2 separate regions of the Macaca mulatta genome follow, and region 2 is linked to region 1. The links are chromatin contacts, called in public Hi-C maps. All regions are on one chromosome and are shown on one strand. Each heading gives the region's core, a stretch centred on a gene start, on an enhancer-like site or on the middle of the called end of the contact. The rest is flanking DNA. Distances are from core to core; before and after follow the strand shown.

Evidence for each region. Hi-C and Micro-C count contacts between places; a contact is called where the count stands out from the background.
Region 2: a contact with region 1 is called in a Hi-C map of cortical neurons, with 6 times the contacts expected there. The contact joins the promoter of MCM9 here to the promoter of ASF1A in region 1. A contact is called at or near these places in 2 of 14 Hi-C or Micro-C datasets (cortical neurons and prefrontal cortex).

What each region holds. Positions count from the first base shown.
Region 1 is chr4:23,858,440-23,862,598 of T2T-MMU8v2.0, reverse strand. ASF1A (anti-silencing function 1A histone chaperone) reads right to left here and starts at 2,081. Exons shown (of 4, transcript NM_001194486.1): 1 at 1,633-2,081. The coding sequence starts at 1,741. All of the region lies in intron 7 of MCM9 (minichromosome maintenance 9 homologous recombination repair factor), which reads left to right.
Region 2 is chr4:23,899,933-23,904,091 of T2T-MMU8v2.0, reverse strand. It overlaps MCM9 (minichromosome maintenance 9 homologous recombination repair factor), which reads left to right and starts at 1,744. Exons shown (of 12, transcript XM_077999315.1): 1 at 1,744-2,036.

The sequences.
Region 1 (4,159 bases), core at 832-3,331:
CCTATTTGAAATTATTTTAATAAATGAATCATCTTTCAAAATTTGCCCTATATATGTATGTGCATTTATACTCTATATAGGTTTACCAAAAAAAAAAAAAAAAAAAAAAAAAACCCCACAGAGGGGCACATGTTAAAGTAGTAATTGTGATTACCTAAAGGAGATAGGGGAAGGCATTGAGTACAGAGAACTGTTAACTTTATATATGCCTGTACAACTTTCTAAAAGTTTATTACAATGATATATATTGTTTTATAATTAAAATTAACCTTACATATGATACATACATTTTAGAGATTAAAAACTAGTTTTTAAAATGAAAAGTTTTACATGCCACGATTAGCCAAATCATCTTCAGAGCATTTTAAAAATACACTTCTAGTTCAAAGAAGTATGCCCCTCATCGATGAAGTTAAACTATTTCCCCTTCAAAACTGGCAAATGAAGTACTGAATTACTTTAGTAAAATATAATTAAAGCAAAGATAATTGTTGTTTTAGCTTTCTAAATATTTATTACTAAACATATTAAGAATACGTATTTTTAAGACCTTAAAATATATGTAGAAAAAATACCAGGAATTCTTGGACTGACATGAGTTGTTTACCTTAATTTCCTAGCCTACGTTTGTGTTTTATGTTTAGGGTGTGTTCTGCATCTGGATGTGGAGTTATTTTACATTTCAACACGCTCTTGAAGAAAGTCTTCTTTCAGACTATTTAGAAGGCAGAGATTAAGTCCTGGAAATTATTTAAGTATCTTATTTCTGCTCTTAGGTTAAATGTAACTTCCTAGCTCAGCTCTCTCTCTCTTCCTGAGATTAGCTTTTCGTCATTAGGGGAAAGGAGTCCACGTTGGTTGGGGAGCCTGCGCGCCAGCATCCCGGCGCATCCCGGGCACCGGCCGAAGAGGACCGGCCGAACAGGACCCGCGGCCCCCGGGGAGTGCCGGCGCCCAGCCCGCGGCGCGGAGGGGCCGAGCCTGCGCCCGCCTCCCCCGCTGGTTGGTCGAGGAAGCCAGAAATCAGCGCGAGGACAGCCTCGCTCTCCTCCCCGAAGCGGCCAGGCATGGCCAGCCCGGAGAGTGCGGCGACTCCACCGTGAGCTCTCGAGAGTTACTGCCTCCCTTTCGCCGGGGGCAGGCGGGCGAAGGGGCAAGAAGAGGCGCCGTGCGCCGGGGTCGCTGGCCCAATTCTCGACTGGGGTAAGATGGCTCCGCTCCGAACTCGCCGGCGCGACCACACGCACAGCCTCTCCCTTCCCAGCCTCCGTGCCCGGGCCCGGAGGGTCGCGGAAGCTGTTGGCGGCGCTAAGCCAGCCCGGCGCGACCCCAGGAGGCGCCGCGGGCGCGAGTGCGGGTCTCCGAGCTGCCCGCCCGCAGACAAAGCTGACAACATGGCTTCCTCCGCTCAAACAAGTTCCTCGCAAGTTGAGCCCGGCAGGCGCCTGGGCTGCGGCGGAAAGCCGCGCGCGCCTCGGCGGCCGTCGACCATCAACTTGAAGTTTCCCTCCGCAGAGCAGCCCGCGGCCGCCAGGCGCCGAACACAGCCGCCCAGCGCGAGGCCGGGCCCGGGAAACTTTCAACGTCTGCAGCCCGCAACTGACAGCCCGGGCGCACGGGCGCCGCACTCACCTTCAGACAGGTCCTCGATGCACTCGAAGGTGATCTCGAACTGGAACGGGTTGTAGAAAGGAGAAGGGTTATCCAGCACCACTACATTGTTCACCTGAACCTTTGCCATATTTTGAAAAAAACACAAACAATGGGAACTGGGGCTGGTTGCGGCACAATAAAGTCCAGCGCGCGGCCGCTCGGGAGAGCGCAGACCCCCGCCCCAGCGCCGGCCCGACGTTGTGCAGCGGCGACTTGAGAAACTTTTTTTTTCCTCTTTTTATTTACACGGGAGCACTCCACAGTGTTTTGCAGCTTTCCTATTTCACTAAACTACAGCCCATTCTGCTCTGATAAGTAGCAGCGTTGCCCTCGATTGGCTGCACCCGAGCTCTGACCCTCCTCCTCCAGCGAGGGCCTCGGCAGCCAGCAAGATGGGCTCCCGCTCCCGGAATGGACTCGGAAACTTTAACTGCGGCTCCACCTGCTGGTGTGGATTAGGACAAAGGCGGAGAACAAAGTGAGTGGAATAAGGGCTGGGAGGCCCGCGCGGAGGCCGCCGGCGGCGGCGCGGAGAGGGGCGGCGGGGGCGTGGCCGCGGCGGGGAGGCGTGGCCGCGGCGGGAGGGCGCGATTCGGCCGACGCCCGCCCCTCCGGTTGGCTTCGTGTGGGTGTTTTGGCGTTTTTTGTTTTTTTGTGGTTTTTTGTGTTTTTTTTTTTTTTTTTAATTTTTTAACGCTCTTTTTACATCATTGCAACAGCTTTGCCGGCCTTGCTGAATTTAGCAGATGAGAATCGGTGTTTACACTGGGTTAGGTTCAGCTTTCTGTGTATCGGGTAGTAGTTGGAGTAGAGAAAAAGATTGCCTGCAGGGGAAATAAATTGCATGTTATAGACCGATGTCAGCTCGAAAGGAGCAAAGCCATTTTGGAAATCTAGCTCTTGGCCAGTATCTACGTTTAGGCACGACAGCGCCGTTAAGCAACACAAAATGAAGGGCGAGGAATGATTTTCCACACACTGTGCTTGGAAAATTTAAATAGGTAACCTTTGGGCTTACACCTGGGCGTCTTCTTCGGAGTCCAGATCTGGAAAGTCCTAGAATAAGAAAAAAATCACAAGAGGTGTGATCAGTTATACCCTAGGTTACTGCCATTGGGAGAGCATAGCAGGAACATAAAAGGAGAAAATGGAAGTGTCAGGAGACCAACAGGGCAACACACATAATAGAGATGGGGAAAAGAACACGAAGACATAGCAAGACATTTGATCTTCAAAAAAATTTCTGACCTAAACCATTAGTAAAGCAAATTCTGAGGAGCCCTTGCTTGCCTGTAACCAGTTGAGATCTGAACTGAGGAAATGTTGATTCGTTTATGCTGTTTGACTACCATTGCGGGGAAAGAGAAAGCTTTAACACATTTGTGAGCCTAAACCGTTTCTATTACTAGTAAGTGGTATAAAGATTTGTTTTTATTACCTGCTATCCATAAACCGTCACTTTTTTCCTTAAATGTTGTGAATGAAACCACCAAACTTGGCCAAATTCAGAGAGAAAATTAATTCTGAAGTATCTGCTCTGGAAGAGTTTTCTCTTAGGATAGTGCCCAGAATGTTGATTTGTCATTCTTTGGGCATTGTTCATACTTAAGTAGGTGGCTTTTGATGAAACGTTTTCATCTGATGGTCTTTTGAAAGTTAATGTGAGACAGCTAATGTCAGCCCCTCCTACATTTAGGAAGACCAGTTAGAGTGGGGAAGAGTTCCCTTTTTTTGTCATGGATTGAACAGTTAGATATAGGACCTACCAGGAAAGACTTCTTCAAGCCAGTTGTTTGTGACATTAGAGTATTAAGAGTCAAACCATGGTGATAGACACAGATTTTTGTGACTGATAAACCATATACTCTTCATTGTTATTGGTGCTGGTTCTAACACTAGCTAAGATAAAGTGGAAATTGCTATATGCTGTAAGACACTCTGTATGTGTAAGGTAAAATGACCATTTGAAGATTAAAACTCCTGTGAGACTGGTGTATGCAGCTCTGTGATTATTACAGGTACTCTTAAGAGGAGAGTCTAGTCATTCTCATAAAAATGACATTTTATGCTTGTTAAAATCAGGTGCATTTTGCAGTCTGACCGTAAGTGTTACAGTGAGACTCGTTATAAAACTCACTTTTGGTGGATGTGCAGCATGAAGGACTGAGAAGATCTACCTGGATACCACTAATTTGGCTTATTTTCTTTGAAACTTTTCGTTTAACACGTCATATACCATATACAACAGTATTTAAGAAGAAAAGATTCCCCGACATTTCACTGGAAGCTGCAAGAATTAGCTCCAGGCTTCTCCTGTCTTAACTCTTGTATTATTGCTTGTCAGAAATACTAAAGGGTCGTTGAACACTTTGTTCAATAGTTTCCTCACCATTGACACTACCTTACTCCAGGAGAGATCCAAAAGGATTCCTCAGATATCTCCTGGCATATTTCTAATTTAACTGGTATGCTGTAGGAAAAAAAGAATTGTGAAAGCCTCTGTCTG
Region 2 (4,159 bases), core at 495-2,994, 42 kb before region 1:
CACACCATTGCACGCAAGCCTGAGCAACAGAGCAAGAACCTGTAACAACAACAACAACAACAACAACAACAACAACAACAACAGCAGCAACAAAAACAAAACCCCCAATCATATTTTTACATACTATCTGACATAGTTGGAGTATTTCTCCCTTCCAAATCTCATCTTAATATCGGATCCCAAGTGTGGGGCCTAGTTGGGGGTGTCTGGGTCACAGGGGCAGATCCTTCAGGAAAACTTAGTGCTGCCACTGCATAATGAGTGAGTTCTCACTCTGTTAGCTGCCTCCAGAGCTGACTGTTGAAAAGAGCCTGACTACTACCTCCCCTTTCTCTTGCTTCTGCTCTGGCCATGTGATCTGCACAGGCAGCCTCCCCTTCACTGAGTGCAAGCAGCCTGAAGGCCTCACCAGAAGCAGCCTGCAGGAGCGTAAGCCAAATGAACCTCTTTTATTTGTAAAGTATTCAGTCTCAGGCATTCCTTTTTAGCAACTCAGACTAAGACACTATCAAAGAAAACGGAAAATTGAAAATTGAAAATGTCATTTACATAATATCAAGAAGTATATGTTCCTCCCATCCTTAGATTTATGGATAAATCTGACATAGGGTGATATGGTTTGGCTGCGTCCCTGCCCAAATCTCATTTTGAACTGTAGTTACCATAATCCCCAGGTGTCCTGGGAGGGAGCCGGTGGGAGGTAACTGAATCATGGGGGTGGCTATTCCCCTGCTGTCCTCTGATAGTGAGATCTCACAAGATCTGATGGTTTTATAAGGGGCTTTTCCCTCTTTGCTCCGCACTTCTCCTTCCTGCAGCCCTGAAAAGAAGGACGTTTGCTTCCGCTTCTGCCATGATTTTAAGTTTCCTGAAGCCTCCCCAGCCATGCTGAACTGTAAGTCAATTAAACGTCTTTCCTTTATAAATTACCCAGCCTCAGGTATGTCTTTATCAGCAGTGTGAGAATGGACTATATACGGCTAGACCTGACAAAAGATCAAAACATTTGCTGAGTGAAGTAACAACGAAATAAATGAAGAAGCTTACTTTGTTTAAGGGTCATAACTAAATATTGTTAACATGTAAATTATTCTCATATGGACCTATAGACGAAATGTGACTCCAATCACAATCGCAACTTTTTAAAGTGACAAGCCGATTTTAGTAGTCATATGAAAACCCAAGGGATTAGATGAACAAAAACATTTTTGAAAAAGAACAAGAAATTGGAGGCCAAACACGATCTGATTTTAAGATTCTTATGAATCTACAGGAATCAAGACAATGTGGTATTTTTGTAGAGAGAAATAGAATAAATTGTCGGAACAGAATACAAAGTCTAAGAATAGACCCACAACTGATGCTTTAGGGACAATTGATTTTTAACATAGGTGCAAAAGCTATTCAGGGAGAAAAAGAAAGCTCTCTGAACAAATGACGCTATTCATATGCAAAAAAATGACCTAAGATCCATACTTGCACCACAAAGAGAAATTAGCTCTAATTAGATCACAGACCTCAATATAAAACCTAAAATTCTAAAACTTGTGTCAGAAAATACAGAAGAGATCCTCTGTGTCCTTGGGTTAGGCAAATTCCTCGGACAGACAAAAAACAAATCCTAAAATCCAATCTGAGCCGCCGCACAGCCCTGCTCTCTCCACTCAGCCTGAAGTCACCGCTCGGGTCCCGCCCCTCTCCCCACCCGGGACCCTCCTGGCCCCGCCCCAATCCGCCCGCTCCGCCCCGCCCCGTTGTCTCGTCTCCACCCGGAAGAGCCGCCGGGGCAGGGAAGTTGAGGCGGTCCGCGGCTCGGCGTCGGTCGGGAGCGCAGGCCAGGCAGAGCCGCAGGCGCTAGGCCGCCCGACAGAGCCCGCGCGTCCCCGTAGCGGGTGGCGCCTCGAGCGGCCACGCGCACGCGCGCACCCCGCCCCACCAGCCTTCTAGCGCCAGAGACGAACCCGCCACCTGGCTGGAGCTCTCTGGGCCCCTCGGCCTCGGGAGCAGCGCGTCCCCGGCGACTTCTGGCACAACCAGTAAGTGATAGCCGCCTCTTCCTTTCGCGGTTATGTTTTTCTCCAGTTCGTCCCAAGTCTCGTTCACGTTTCATTACTTCAAAAACTATTCAACTCCGGGACCGGACAGGCACGGGAGCTGCCCGAGAGAAGAGCCCGGGAAGTGTCAGAGACTACCAACGTGTCGTGGGGCAGGGGTTGCGCGCAGAGACCCTCTGAATTAGAAAGTTTGGAAAGCATGCCTCCAAAACCGAGCGACTCCACGTTTGCCAGGCGCCCCTGGGGCAGCCCAGCGGCGGGGAGAAGGCGCGAAATGGCGCGCTCCCGCAGTGAGAGGGGCGGAGGGAGTGGGGCGGGGCCGAGGGCGCGCGTCCGGCCAGCCCGCGCGCAGGGGGCGGGGCTCCCGGCAGGTGCAGGCGGGCGGGGCGGGGCGGGGCTGCAGCGATTCCGGAGACAACTGGGGAATGTCAGTGCAGTTAGGCACTCTCTTCTTTTCGACGCTTCGCTGTGATCAAGAGGACAAAGTAAAGCAAATGATTGTATTTTGACCCCAAATATTCAATAAGAAAAGGAAAGAGAACGTGAAGGTTGTGAAATGACCCTTCCCAAAACAAAAATTGCCTCCCGTGTGTATCTGGGTGGGTAGTAGGTGCGTTGAGTTAGCAAACTGCTTGTAGCACAGTTAATTAGACAGTTTTGCGTAGATGTTGAAAGGGAATGAAGAACGATGGTCCATACAACCATAGAAATGCTGGCCTAACTAGGCAAAATTTAATCTAACGTTAAAATTTTAATTTGAACGTTGAATTCTGCTGCTGCCCTTTTCCTGCCTTGTGTGGAGCTGTTTTTCAAATTGCTAAATTTGTGGCTCTAAACTTAATATGCTTTAATAAAATCATAGTGATTCTCTTGTAGCCACTCTTGGGAGTCCAGATTTTCTTTTTTTTTTTTTTTTTTTTTGCAAAGTCCACATTGTGGAAATATTCCTTCCCAAGTACTTTTTCTGTTTTACACTTGGCTGAATTTATATTGCTTAACCAAAAACAAATTACCGTGGAGGCCATAATTTATTTTCACTCATTGTCTTGGATATACATTTACTCATTCTTACTCTCACCCTGGCCTCCTATAGTTGTCAGGATTCTTGACCTAACTTGTATATACTTCTTACACCTTTCACACCTTGCGGAATAGCAGGTTCTCAGAGAAAGCAAAATATAGCAGACAGCGTGTATAACACATACTTTGGATGATAAACTGCGAACTTTATAGCAATCTCCTTTAATATTCGTATTTGTAGAGCCCAGTACAATAAATGTTGGACAAATGAAATAAGTCAAATTTAAGTACACCTCTTCTCCAGTGCTCAATTTCTTTCCAAACCAAATAAGTGTTTCTTATTTGGACAGATTGTTTGTAACTGTCCAGTTACCTGGGATCGTCACCTTATTTAAATTTAACCTCCCTCTCCTTTGTGCTCCTATTCATATTGCATTTTTGACCACTGATAAGAACACTGTTTCATTTTATTTGTCCCTTGGATCTCTGAGGACATAGAGAACCTTTTACTGTACTTTTCGTTTGCCAGCATAGTGCCTTGTACATGGTAGATATTAGGAAATGGACGTTGAATTGGGTTTATACATGTGTAATTTGTTATCTGTCTGTATACATGGAAATAGAATGGGGGTAGGTGCTTTTTATCTGTAGATACATACTTTTTAATGGAGTGCCAGGGGATTGAGTTAAAGTAATGGTATATGCTGTATTTATTTTCAATAATACTTTTTTATTATTTGAAGACTCAGTGTTTTTTTTCCTTCCTATGTTTATCTGTTTTCTTTACATTGTTGACAGCTGTTTCTGCAGAACCCAGTAGATTTCCTAGGGTAAGAAAGAGAAAGAAGGAAACAAATTCACTTCCAAATATGAATTTCTAAAGACAGTCTGTTAATTATTCATGTCAGAACTGGCTGTCAATTTGATTAATGGTATGTGTTTCTGTTACATAGCAGAATACACATGAGTGTGTGTGTATAACTAAAGAGAGAGAGTGAGAGAGCACAAAAGAATGATACTGTGTTCATATAAATAAATCCTAGAACCAGGACTCTTGCAAAGAACTCCACTGTTACTGACTTAAG